3 separate regions of the Hordeum vulgare genome follow, and all the other regions are linked to region 1. The links are chromatin contacts, called in public Hi-C maps. All regions are on one chromosome and are shown on one strand. The core of a region is the stretch at or near the end of the contact, and the rest is flanking DNA. Distances in the headings are between cores, read along the strand shown.

What was found. A called contact is a pair of places that touch in the nucleus more often than the background predicts.
Region 2: a contact with region 1 is called in a Hi-C map of leaf, with 6 times the contacts expected there. The contact joins the promoter of LOC123402291 here to the promoter of LOC123404789 in region 1. A contact is called at or near these places in 3 of 6 Hi-C or Micro-C datasets (leaf and seedling).
Region 3: a contact with region 1 is called in a Hi-C map of leaf, with 3 times the contacts expected there. The contact joins the enhancer-like site here to the promoter of LOC123404789 in region 1. A contact is called at or near these places in 4 of 6 Hi-C or Micro-C datasets (leaf and seedling).

The regions. Positions count from the first base shown.
Region 1 is chr6H:437,830,728-437,835,077 of MorexV3_pseudomolecules_assembly, reverse strand. It overlaps LOC123404789 (RING-H2 finger protein ATL73-like), which reads right to left and starts at 2,440. Exons shown (of 3, transcript XM_045098733.1): 1 at 1,907-2,440. The coding sequence starts at 2,116.
Region 2 is chr6H:438,684,738-438,689,544 of MorexV3_pseudomolecules_assembly, reverse strand. It overlaps LOC123402291 (ethylene-responsive transcription factor ERF027-like), which reads left to right and starts at 3,291. Exons shown (of 1, transcript XM_045096192.1): 1 at 3,291-4,807. The coding sequence starts at 4,248.
Region 3 is chr6H:438,804,437-438,809,120 of MorexV3_pseudomolecules_assembly, reverse strand. No RefSeq gene overlaps it. Among protein-coding and RNA genes, the nearest start is that of LOC123402182, 62 kb to the left of the region's middle. Within about 2 kb of position 2,425, at least 3 of the 3 cell types and tissues checked have open chromatin away from gene starts, as enhancers often do. A contact at or near this core is called in leaf and seedling, where this site is marked.

The DNA of each region.
Region 1 (4,350 bases), core at 1,191-3,690:
GGTTATTGTCAGTTTTCTAATTATCAGGCATCAAACCATGGACAAAAATGTAGGAAGGGGCGTAATGTGCTCCATGCATACCATTTCGAGGAACTTTGGCAATGCAAAATTAAACCCACCGTAACTTGTACTGAGATGAAATTAGAGCAACATAGAAAATATTGATACAATGCTTTGAGTTTTCATGGTAGACATATAAAAAACGTTGTGCATGCATAGGTTCTTGAAAGGCAAATAATTGCATTTGTGTACTGTCATTTCAACAGAAAAGTTAGCCTGAGTGCATGACTGTAAAGGTTGATATGCCAAAGGAGAACGTGCTGGCAAGAATCCGATTCTAACTTCTCTCAAGCAATTCAGAATACACTTTATATACAACACATTCACAGTAGAGAAGTTTAATCACCTGTCGACCAACCTATGTAGACGTACACCTAATGTACCTAAGACAGTGATGTCTTGAAACCAATCAGTCATAAAAGCAAAAGATTCAAGACATTTCAATATGAGGGGGTAATACTGTCCATAGTTCAGATTAACAGTGCAAATGACCAAATTGTTCATGATCCTGCTAACCATATAATGTGACTCTGAAAATCCAACAAGCATACGTTTGGAAATGGTAATAAATAATTTGTAGTTCTTGGTTTAGATCTTTCCCCCTTTTTGGCAAGATCTTAGTTTGATCACTGAGTAATAAAGGATGTAATAATTTCGGCCATATGTATCATATAGTGCAAATACCCGGGGGTAATAGAAGGGAGTAAATGCTTCTATTGTATAAGTAACAATAATAATTTTGTAACACTATCGGACAGATAAAGAAAGACCGCATAAATTTTGAAAAATAAAACAATATTACACTTCAAATGTACTCCCTCCGTCTCAAAATAAGTGACTCAAAAGTGACTCAACTTTGTACTAAAGTTAGTGCAAAGTTGAGTCATATTTGAATAACTTATTTTGGGACGGAGGTAGTATTTTCTTAAAAAAACGTAGTTAATGTGCTTAGTCAAGTTAGTGAGCTTGAAACTTCGTGTACAGAGTTGGTAGAGAACAAGGAAACATAAACAATGTGAGAATTAAAGGTAATGAAGAATAACAAATGCCGGGTAGCAATGTAGCTCGAAGAGATGTAGCCTGACAGATAGAAGCAGACCTCTCATACTAAGTTCATTAATTAATGGGACTATTAGCACGGTTATTAATGGGGCAATCGGTCCCCCAAATAACATCCGCAACCCAGTTTAGCAATGCCATTTCCTTCCTTTTCTTTTCTTTGAGACTAGTTGTTGCATGTTTGGTCTTTGAGGTGCATTGGGCCTAGTTTTATCTGCTTTGTACAGTAATATTTTAAAAAGAAAATGCAAGATCAGTTTATATTTTCTTAAAAAAAAACCTAATGTTAATCACACAAAGATATGTAGTATGCACATGCAACCCTGATGTTGTGAGCAAGCAATATATCTGTGCATGAAGTATAAAGCAGAATGCACACCTAACAACTTCAGTTACATGAATTAAATTAATTTTTTATTCAGTTAGACGAAATTAAATGAAGGAACCATTCATCGTATATTCATTGGAGGTACTTGAGCACTTTCACTGATCAGTCGACTATGTCGCATACTGGATCATATAATACTCTGCACAGTTGAACTTGTCTACAACTTGAAAAGCAATGTGGCCAACGGGAGGCTGCGGGAAGCCAGATTATTTTCTTCTTGTTCTAATGAATCAACACACCACAAAACTTTTGCGCGTTTCGATCGCAATTTTGGTGGGCAGCAACACATGCGCGCACCGATCTCCACTGGATGCGGTTCCACTCCGACGTCAATCGGCTACACAGGACGCTAATATAAAACATGCTGCCAGCAGCGGAAACGACAGAGAGTAAGCTCACCGTGCGACCGAGATCCGCAGTGCGGAACTCGATGTCGAAGTCGAAGGGCGCGGGGCCCGGCGCCATGGCCCGGGCGGCGGCGGCGTCGGCTTCGGCGTCGGCCCGCGCGGCGCGTCCGCAGATGAGGCGTGCGCAGACGAAGACGATGAAGGTGGCGCTCATCCCGAAGCCGATCACCGTGGTCACCAGATTCAGCCCGGACCCCAGCATCCCGCCGCGAAAAGGCCACCGGAGCCGGACGGCACGTACGAACGCGCTGGCGGCGCGGGAGGCGAACGAGCGTGATCGAGGGGCGGCGTTATCGCGGCTGCCCGAGCAGGCTGCGGCGTATAAGAGCGGCGCGGCTGGGCTCGGGCTGCGTGTCCATCGGCGCGGGGTTTGGGATTTGGGACTTGCGTGGGCCGCTGGCAAGGAATGATGCGCCCAGAGCGGAGCGGGCGGGTGGGAAACGGAATCCGGGAGTTGGTGAGAGAGGCAGAGAGAGAGAGGGACTCCCGGGAATGGGGAGTATCTTGCTGTTACTTGTGAGGGTGGGGGTGCCTGCCTTGCGCAGTGGCCTTGCGGCCTAGCATTGCTGCTGCCGACCGCCGCTGGACCGCCGGTTACTGGCTGGAGATGTCATGTCTCTATGATGCGGGGCCACTGCTACTACGTCAGTGGGGTCGACTGCCTTTGGATAGGGGCGTGCGCGGCCCACCGAGACAGGTGGAGAAGAGTCCACGTTTAGTTAGCAGAGAGTCGCTCCGCTGACACGGAGATTCGACGAAACGGAAGACTCCCGACGTGTTCTATTCTTCCATCTGTTCTATCTACGTGGCAACAACTTTCTCACGTGCCACTACAAATACATCTTCAAAGTGGATCCTTAAATCGTTAATATCCGTTTGAACTGCGTCGTCTGAACGTCTTTTATCATCTATTTATTATTACTAGCAAAATGACTCGCGCATTGCCACGGAAGAAAAAAAACATAATCTCCAATGATGGTGACCACATTATGTTCACATATCATCCTTGATTTAGAAATTTTGTGCACAAACGCAAGAAAATGTTTTTTCTTTTAAATTTATTCACAAGTTGAAGCAATCTTTACATTTTCAAAAAATATATATCATGGTTGTCAAAAATCTTGGTAACTCAAAATTTTATTCTGAATATCAAGATTTTTTTTAGAAAACATACAATAATAATCCGATCCATCCAACAGTTAATTCTTCAAAATTCACACAATTATATTGTCACAAAGACTTACAACCATTAATGTTTAACTACATACATTAGATCTTTCGTGAACAATTTTACAAATATGGGAACGATTTTCACATCGAGAACATTTTTTACAATTTACAAACATTTACTAAAAATCGTGAATATTTTTTATATTTCGAACGGGTTTAAATATTTTCTTTTGAATTGGCCACCAATTCAAGAGAAAGACGAACATAATTTTTGATGCTGGAGGATTTTATTTTAAATTCACAAACATTTTTTAAAATGCATGAAGTTTTTTTGAATAAACAAACATTTTTATAAATCAGTAATATATTTATTAAATTCATGGACATTTTTTTGGAATTTGCAAAGAAAAAATATAAAAATCTGGCGCTTTTTTTGAATCCTATTTTTAATTCAAAATAAAAATTCGTCAGCATTTTAATCCAAATTCCTATTTTTTAATATGCAAAAGTTTTGTAATTCTAAATTATTTAAATTATAAATAAACAAAAATGGAACGGAAAATTTTAAATAAAAAAAGAAACTATCAAAACAGGCATTAGCTATTTTTAAAATTTTAGGAGATATTTTGAATTAGAAAGCATTTTGTTAAATGCATTAATAGTTTTTAATACATGGAATTGTATTTGAGATCATGGACTATTCTTATTGTACAAACATTTTTATAAAATTGCAAACATTTTATTGTATATGCGAGCATTTTTTACAAAACTCCGAGCAGTTCTTGAAGTTACAAACATTTTAATTTTTTAAATATTTTGATTTATAATTTTGAGTTTATTAAATTTTTAAAGATTATTTAAAGTTCTAAAGTATTTAAAATAAAAAAATAAAACGGAACTGAAAATAAATAAATAAACGGAACTAAAAGCAGGCGCATGTGCATGGGCCGGCCCATACGGTGTGCTGGATATTCTCCCAGCGTGTAGAGCGTAATATAGGAGGTTTCTACATGGGCCGGCCCAGTTCAAGATTTTTCGGTTTGAGAAACGTTTTCTATTACTTACCGGTGGCATGATGGGTAATTTATGCAAACTTTAGGGGTAATTTTCAAGACGGACGACCAGAAACCGAATTTGCTTTATTATTAGGGAGAGACTAGCAAAAGGGCTCGTGCGTTGCAACGAAAGAAAAAATAATTATAATCTTCAAGGATGCTGATCATATTACGTCCTTAAAATTTTATGACATTTCTTAAAATGCATGAA
Region 2 (4,807 bases), core at 2,042-4,541, 850 kb before region 1:
TATCTTCGACTTCTTCACAAGAGAAGTCTAACAGATCGGTTAGATCTTCAATAGTGGCAACAAACTGGGTGGTGGTGGGGAATAAAGTTCCCTGCACCTGGTTCCAGGGTCGGAAAGGTCTTGGATCGGGGTCGGCTCATCCATACAGTCATCGGTTTGGGCACGGGTCCCTGTCTCATTCGACCATGAGAGATTTGCCGCACTGGTCCTTAGAGCCCTAACGGGGTTGCACTCCGGGGCTTCGATGTATGGCATGTGTTTGGACAGGATGACTCTCATGCCTGCGAACACCAAAGCCAGATCCTGGCTAGATGCCGAATCAAGGTTAGAATCTATTCCGTACTCAAGGCCGGAAAGAGGACCCAAAGTTAAGGCTTTAGAATTTTCGAACTCTTCGACAAAGGCCGAGAGTTCGGAGAGGATCAGGTCGCCCCGGGTATTAGCAATGAATTCCAACTCACCGAACTTAAATTCCTGACCCGGGGGTGACCCCATCAATCTGGTGATGATCTGCCTTGACATGCGGGGTGGTACTACTAAAAGCAGGGGATTGGCCAGAGATGAAGATATCCCCGGTCTTGATGTTGTCGCCGGTGACCAAGCGAGCCATCGAGCCTTTTTGCGATCTCACAACAAAGCTCTAGATGAAAGCACCAACGTCGGTGTCAAAACCGGCTGATCCCGAGTAGGGGGTCCGAACTGTGGATCTAGGGTCGACGGGTAACAAGGGTTGATGAAGGCGATTTTTTATCCAGGTTTGGCCCTCTTGATGGAGGTAAAACCCTACATCCTCCTCTTGTTGTTATTGATGGAATAGTACAAAGTACAAAGTTGATCTACTACAATATCAGATGTTGTGGTCTAAACCCTAATTGTAATGAGCTTAATGTGTGCTATGAGCTATGCCCCTGGCTTATATGGATGTTCGGGGTGCTAGGATTTATACAAGGTCGGTTACAATAGAGAAGGAATATGAAGATTACTACATCGCCTTGGATTGCACGCCAAGTCTTCAGAAGAGTCCATCTTGAGTCTGATGCTTCTACTGAGGGTCAAACAAGCCCGAGAGTCCGTCCCATGAGAATAGATAAGCGGCGGAAGGACCCCTTAATCCCGGACTCCCACAACGGCCACTCCGCCCATGACCAAGATGCCCCTTCCAACTGCATTACCTACATGTGCTCACGCAACATCATTGGTGGTGAAGGATATGCGAGGGAGCGTATTATGTCCTTGTCTTCCTCTGCGTGACAATACAAGCCTCATCTTCCTTCTGAATGGTGAAATGGCGGTACTAGCAACCACCCCTCGGTGACCGGTCCTTCTTTCTTACTGCCAGCCTCGACGACGACACCATTCCTACACGAGAGAAAGAGGAGATGGGTCAACCACTTTCGATCGCGGGTTCAATCATCGCTACCGGTGGAACCTATTATGAGTTGTGGTGCTTGAGATACACTAAGCACGCAAGCATGCATGTAAGGTGGTCCATATAGAAAAGTGAATCTTATGTAAATAGAAGACAAAGAAGTCGATTGGCTTGTGTCTAGAAAAGGGAGTCAACTGCTCCTTGTATCTTCAGTAGTTCAGTGGTAATTAACAGACTTATTGCCCCAGGAAGCGTCATGTGTCATATCAATAGCATCATATTTGGATGAACATTTTTTATGCAATTAAGTGCATATACTTGAATATATAATTTTGCTCAAGGAAGTGTTCCACGTGAGCTCCTGTGCATGGCACATACCGCTAACCTTTGATGCATATGGTTTATTGAGGATGGGAATAGGAGGATTAACACAACCGAGACAAATGGGCAGCAGTTGTGAGATCATCTCCTAATTTTGAAGTTTTGAAGCTCTGTTAATGCGTTGGGTGGGTCACGACTATTGATATATTATTCTTATGTTGAAGGAAACTTACGCTCAATTTAATTTTTCATTGGCCCAGTGTAGTTAAATGTTACGTGGGTTAGTACCATCATGTAAGTAATATTATGTTCAATACTTACTTCACTCTTATTGTGTATATTTGTGAAGCTGCCAAAGTTAACAAAAGTGGATCTGATTTAAACTTTCTACTTTTGTGCCTGTTTTGTGCAAAATTATTCAGAAAATAGTAAAAAGAGGAGGAACAAGAAGGTGGTAACATAACCTGCTGATGTTACCCTTACATATGGCTTTAGCTCCCTCCAATAAAATTATCCATTCCTCAACCTAACTATATGTGTTGCACATTTCACCCATTTTGTTCTGTAAAACGATTGGAATTCCTTCACTTCAATTAACGACATTGTATGGATTGATTTTTATCAAATTTAACTTCCATGCTTCAGTCTTTCTTATATGATATGAAAATTCAAACCGTTCTTTTCAAAAAATGGACGGGTGCGACAGTGTGCCCCGTTCATGGTCTAGTAATAATATTGTGATCCCAAATGTTTACTACCATACAGTAGTAGTTACCTTCATGTGAGTTTTGTATGTTATACGTAGTATCTGTCAAAATCGAGAGTATGTACATGTAGTATGTAGTATATAAGAATATTAGAGTAGTATACATCCTTTTTTGGTAGTATGTACTATTTTTCTAGTATATTTTTTGTACATACAAACATGAAGATATTTTAAATATACAAAAAAATATGGATTTACATGCAATTTTTTTGTATAGTTTGCTTTTAAATGTCTTAATATAGTATGAACACAATTAAAATAATAATCTATTATATATACGACCATGCGGTTGTATATGAGACATGAGGGTAACTATCCTCGGGTGGTAAGATATATTTTCCTACATACTTTTACGTGACATAAAATTATGAATATAAAAACACAATAGAAACTATACATATAAATGTTAATTTTATGGTTTTATTACTCATATCTTACTTTTTATGCGCAATTTTGTGTAGCGGATTAATATGAATGTAACAATTATATACCAAATGTATTTTTTATATGAAACAGTCACAAAATTACCTCAAGTGAAAAATAAGCTATTCTTCATCTGGGTGATAAATAGTTCCTTCTTGACATACATGCTTGCTTTCGGTTGCGAACAGAGTATTTTAGTGACTTCTAGTTTGGGAAAACGTAGAAGTACCCGATCGAACTGTTTATTCAATGGAAAAAGGCGCACAAGTAAGGTTCTTTTTTTCCTTGTAGGACACAACTAAAGTTGGATGTGCATAGATTTAATTTATCACTTTACAGAATATATAGCTCAATTTGTACCCGAAAAAGAAAACTATATGGGCACGGCACCAACCCCAGGTGCATGCATGTGTTGTCCCGTCTAACACAAACACAATCGGCAGGATACTTGCTTTGTCAAAGGAGCCCGGTCTGAAATAAGCCGGGCGCCGATATATGCCGAAACGTAGCAGGAGTACGTAGCTTAGCTGCGGCCACGACTAGTTTGTGAGAAGCGGCCAAATGGCCCAAAAGGTTGACAAGAAAAGCGAGCAAATCAAAAGCCCCCACCTGGCAGGCACCGGGAGGCCACCACCTGTCAGTCACGGTCACACGGAGCTGCCGTATCTTTCGCTAGCCCCAAAAGAAATTATCAGCAATCACACTGAGCGGCCCGATCTTAATTTCTCAATTAACCCCCACAAAAGCCGGGCCATCAATTAGGACAGCGACGTCGCCATCGTCTCCCTCTGTTTCGGCCCCGCGAAGGTAAAACGAAGGAGGTGAACTCGATCAGCCGCTGCAACTAATACCACTACTGATATTAGCATGCTTAATTAGTTAGGTGGAGTCTTGTTGTTTGCTCCTCAGGCGACAGCTCATCGCAAGCCATACACACACTCTCCCGCTCAAACAACGCGGTCTGGCTAGCTGCCTGCATGCGCGCGGCGCCGCTCCTCTCTTCTCCCATGGAGAGAGAGATCAGCTTTTCACCATGGCGGACCTCACGCTTCTCCCCCGCTTCTTTACTAGCGCATATATACCTCCCGCCCTCCTGGCCTCATGCCGGATCTCACGCTTCCAGTTCTCCTCGTGCGTTTCTTGACACCTACACCTACCTAGCTCTCCTCTTCCAGACTTCCAATCCACTACTCTCAGTCTCTGCCCACAGCACACACATCGAGACGACGGGTACTTAACCGCTTACCCGCCGCCCCGCATACACCTGCGCTGCGTGCACCATAGATTAGCTAGTTCCATAGGATAGGCGCACTGCAGCTCTGGCATGCGTGTAGGTATATAGAGAGGGGCGTGCCCTAATGGTAGTACATGGCTGAGAAGCCTTGTGCAACCAGCTCCTCGTCTGCTGCTGCTGATCCTCTTCAGGTGCAAGTGCAAGCTGCTGCTGCTGGCCCGGCGACCGAACTTTCCCCGCGCAATCCTACCTCGCCCAATTCCTCGCCTGCTCACCTAGGCGACACGGTGGGGACAACAACGGCGTTGGCGGCGACGAGCTCCGGGGAGCCGTCGCCGCGGTCCACCGGGAAGCACCCCTTCTACCGCGGCATCCGGTGCAGAAACGGCAAGTGGGTCTCGGAGATCCGCGAGCCGCGCAAGGCGCGCCGCATATGGCTCGGAACTTATCCGACTGCAGAGATGGCTGCCGCGGCCTATGACGTGGCCGCCCGCGCGCTGCGCGGCTCCGACGCCGTGCTCAACTTCCCCGGCGCCGCCTCCTCGCGCCCGGTCCCCGCGTCTACCTCTCCTGAGGACATACGCGCGGCCGCAGCTGCAGCCGCGGCAGCTGCCCAGCTTTACAGACCGCACGGCGAGGAGGCGCCTGATGGCACTGCTTCGATTGCCGCGACAGCGGAGGAACAGAGACATCA
Region 3 (4,684 bases), core at 1,176-3,675, 970 kb before region 1:
TGAAGTTATGAATGTTTTGAAAAACGGCAACTATTTAAAGTTTGGAACTTAAAAAATACAAATACATTTATTGTATTTGAATATAATTTTAATCCAAAACATTTTTTCAAATCCAGAACTGTTTTGGAAACAAAAACGTAAGGGAATTAAGAAAATATAAAAAAACGGTTCAAGAAACTTCCGAAATTTTCCAAAACAAATGATGAAACATCTAAAAAGTTCCTAAAACCAAGATCAACGAAAGGCGCTAATGGGTCATCCTATTAAAATCATTCACCCCGCTCTCTAGTCAACATAAAATTTTACGTATTACAGGTAGGGCGGTGTTTTGAGAACTATCTACTCGGATGTCCATCCATAAGGAAAATGATACCGCAGATATACTGTAGCTATTACATTTTCTAAAAAATGAACATTTTCCAAAATTCCACTTCATTTGAAAGGATAAAACACTTTAAAAAAAATGAGAATCTTTTTCAGAGACTGAATATTTTTCCTAAAATATGATCATTTTTCAAATGTGCTAACCTTATTTTTAAATGTTGAACATTGTTTGAAAATTTTGTATATTTTTCAAAATTGAAAAAAATGTTTTGAAAGCGCTAACATTTTTCAGAAAGACGAACAGTTTCTCCAATTACGAACATTATGTTGAAAAACGTGAACATTTTACGAACTATGCTAACATTTTTCAGAAACACAAACATTTTGTTGGAAAGTGATCATTATTAACAATACAGTGATTTTTCCTATTTTTGTATTTTTTTCAAAATAGGAAGCTTTGTTTTGAGAGTGCGAACATTTTTCAGAAAGACGAACATTTTTTCAAATTAAGAACATTATGCTGTAAAACGTTGGTCATTTTTTGATTTGTGCGAATATTTTGTGAACTTTTCAATATTTTTCAAAATAGGACACATTTTTTCAAAAGCGCGAACATTTTTCACAAAGACGATTTTTTTTAAATTACGAACATTATGTTGAAAAACATGAATTGTTTTTGAAATATACGAACGTTTTTGTGAAAACACAATTACTTTCTTGGAACGTGATCATTTTCAACATTAAGTATATTTTTTCGAGTTTTCGAACATTTTGCAAAGTAGGAGACATTGTTTTGGCAGCGCGAATATTTTTCAGAAAGGCGAACATTGTGCTGAAAAACGTGAACATGTTTTGAAATAAACAAACATTGTTATCAAACACAAAACAAATCATTTAAAATTTCTTTTTGAACCTGACAAAAATTTCTGGAACCTAAACATTTTTGTAAATCTGGGAAGATTTTCTAAAAAACATGAATTTTTTTTTCAAATTTGTGAAAAAATGTAAACAGAACATTTTTTTGAATACCATAAACATATTTTGAAATTTGCATTTTTTCAATTCTAAACCTTTTCAAACTTGGTAACTTTTAAAAAGAAATAGAAAAGTTTAAAACATGAAAAGAAAATAAAAGAAAAGAAATAGGAAGGATAAATTAAAAAGAATAAACCTGAAAGATAACCTGCCACAAAAAACATTAGAAAAAAGAAAACTTGTTTTCAGAAACCTTATAGAAGGTTGCCAAAATCGGGGAAAAACCACCCACCTGCAGTAGGTGCGCTAACAGCTAAATGGACCCGGCTCACCGAGCTCTTCACGTTGGTTGCCTCGGAAATCCCTATTTTATGCTCTTCTCTGCGCCACCCTATCGGAGATTCGCGCAGGTGCACCCAATTACCGTTTGGGAATGGGCCGGCACATTTATATGCCAATACCTCCGGTTTCGGGAATCTTCTAGAGGTTTCCAGCCGGTTTTTTCTGGTTTTTGGATCTTCCTAGAAGATTCCCTGAACCGGTTTTTTGTTTGTTTGATTTTTTTATTTTTTGTTTCTATTTTAAAAATGTTCTGGATTTTCAAAATTTGTTTTTGAATTTGAAAAAATGTTTCGAAATTTGAAAATGTTCCTGAATCTTAATAAATGTTATAGAATATAAAAAACGTTCAGGAATTTGAAAAAATGTTTCATTATTCGAAAAAATATTCCGGATTTGAAAAAATGTTCCGGAATTTTAAAAAATGTTGCGAAATTTTGAAAAATGTTCCGGAATTTAAAAAATGTTTTGATATTTTACTAAATTGTTTTGGATTTTTTTAGAAAAATTCAAAATTTGCAAAATTTTCCGGAATTTGAAAAAATGTTTCGGAATTTCAAATATGTTCTGAAATATGAAAACTGTTCTAGTATTAAAAAAATGTTCAGGAATTTAAAAACTGTTTCAAAATTAAAAAATATGTTATGAAATTTGAAAAAATGTTCTGGTATTTTTAAAAATGCTCTGGTATTTTTACTAAAATGTTTCGGTTTTTTGAACTGCTGGTCACTAACTTTTTTTGTGGTCTCCAGATTCGCTGCTAGTCGTTAACTTGGGCCGGCCCAGTAGGATATCCGCGTGTGCATGCGGCCAGCAATGTGCCGTAGAGAGCGGCAAATAGGACCTCCCGGTTGTCTCTGCAAAGTTGCACCAATTGGGTGCAAGACGCATCGAATAGGGAATTCCTATAACCCTAGTATTTATAGTAATGTATAGTTCGTTATTTGGCATTTTCTATTCTTATTTTGGGACAAAATTTGGCATTTTCTATTCAACGCCTTTAGTCTATGTTAACGTGCAGTTTGTTAACTGACGCTGAAGGCGCTGTTACTTGGGCCAGCCTGTATATGATTTTATTCGTGTGAATACTCAAAAAAATTGGGACCTGCTATTTAGCGCTGCAGGCGCCTGTTTGAAGAAGAGCGCCTATAGGTACCGGCAGTGGGCCATGGCCCATTAAAAACATAGCTCCTCGTCGGTTCGCTCGATCCCTGAAAAGAAACTTACTCCCCTCGCCGGTTTATTTCTCTGGCTGTGCTGCGCTGCTCGTTTAGGAAAAAGACCGACCTCCGTTTATTTCAACTTTAAATATTTCTTGAAAAAAAGTTCATAGCTTTACTAAAATTCTAAAATAAATGAGCGATTTTGAATATTTATTTCACAAATATGGGAAAAGCTGATAAATTTAAAATAGATTATAGGATTTGAAAATATCCTTTCAATTTGAAACTAAGATGCTCATCGAATAGAAAAAAGTTCATCGCATTTGAAAAAAGTACATGAATTTACGAAAATAAGTTAACAAAAAAGTTAAAAATTTCAAAAAATTTCAAGAAAAAGTTAATCAAGTTTTAAAAAAGTTCATTGAAATTGAAAAAATAATCATCGAATTGAAATAAAACACTGAATGTAAAAAAGAGTTCACCCATTTTGAAAAAATCATCAAATTTCAAAACAATTCATTATAATTTTAAAAACAAATATCTGTTTTTGAAGGAGTCATAAATTTTGAAAAGATTTCATTAAAACTGAAAAAGTTTATCGATTTTGAAAAAAAACCTGATTTTGAAAAAAATCATGAAATTTTGAAAAAGTTCACTCATTTTCGAAAAAGAGTTTATAAAATTTACAAAAAAGTTTACCAATTTTGGAAGAAAGTTCATCGAATTTGAAAAGAGTTCATCGAATTTGGAAAAAGTTATGGAATTTTGGAACAAACTTCATAGAATTGGAAAAAAGTTCATTAAATTTATAAAAAAGTTCACCGATTTGGAAAAAATTTCATCGAATCCCCCTAACATAATTTAAATCAGCTAAAAAATCATCAAATTTGAAAAAAAGTTCAAAAATGGAAAATAGCTTATCATTTGAAAAGAAATGAAAGAACAAATTTGATGAACTCTTTTCAAATCGTTGAACCAGATCAAACAAAAAGAAGAAAAACATTGAACAAGGTAAAAAAATGGAAAAATAAAAAAGAGAAAAGAGAAAAAGGAGAATGAAGCGGGAAAAACCGGGTTGGGACTGGGAATTTGTCAGAAAAAAACAGGATTGAAACATCCACTGTTCGGTGGCGTAGTGGTAGTTGTCTTTAGCGCTGACAAAAGTGGTCGTGAGTTTGAAAATTTACTATGCACGTTTTTTTGAACATTATAAAAAATAATCGCATGATAAACGGGCTGGCCCATCTCGTACCAGTGGGGGCGCCCTGCAGACGCCCGTTTGGGAATGTGCGCATATGCATCATAAAGGAGTAGTCGAAAACATAAGCAAGCGAGAACTAACCACTAGGCTATCGCACTCGCTGTGAGCATTTGATTCTTTTTCTCCTTTTATTCCTTCCTTGGTTCCTGGGTTTTTTCAGATGTTTTTTGCCAGATTTTCTTTTTTAATTTTCATATTAATTTGTGGCTTATTTACAAACTTATGAACTTTTTTGGGAATGATGAACCTCTGTTTTCGAAAATTCTCGAAGTTTATTCATTTCCACAAACATTTTTCCAAATACATTAAGTATTATACAAAATCAGTTAATTTTTCTGAAAATTGTAATTTTTGAAAAAATTGATGAAAAATTCCAAATTAAATGAATGTTTTTCAAATCGGTTAACTACTGCTTCATATTCAATAAACATTTTGTCAAAATCCCTGAACTCTTTTCAAACTAGTTTTCTTTGCAAAAACAATGAAGTTTTTAAAAATGCGTGAACCTTTTTCCAAACTGATGAACTTTTTAAAAATCAATGATTTACTTTTTCAAATGTATGAACTATTTTCAAAATGGTGAACCTCTTTTTAAATCATTGAACTTTTATGAAAATCAATT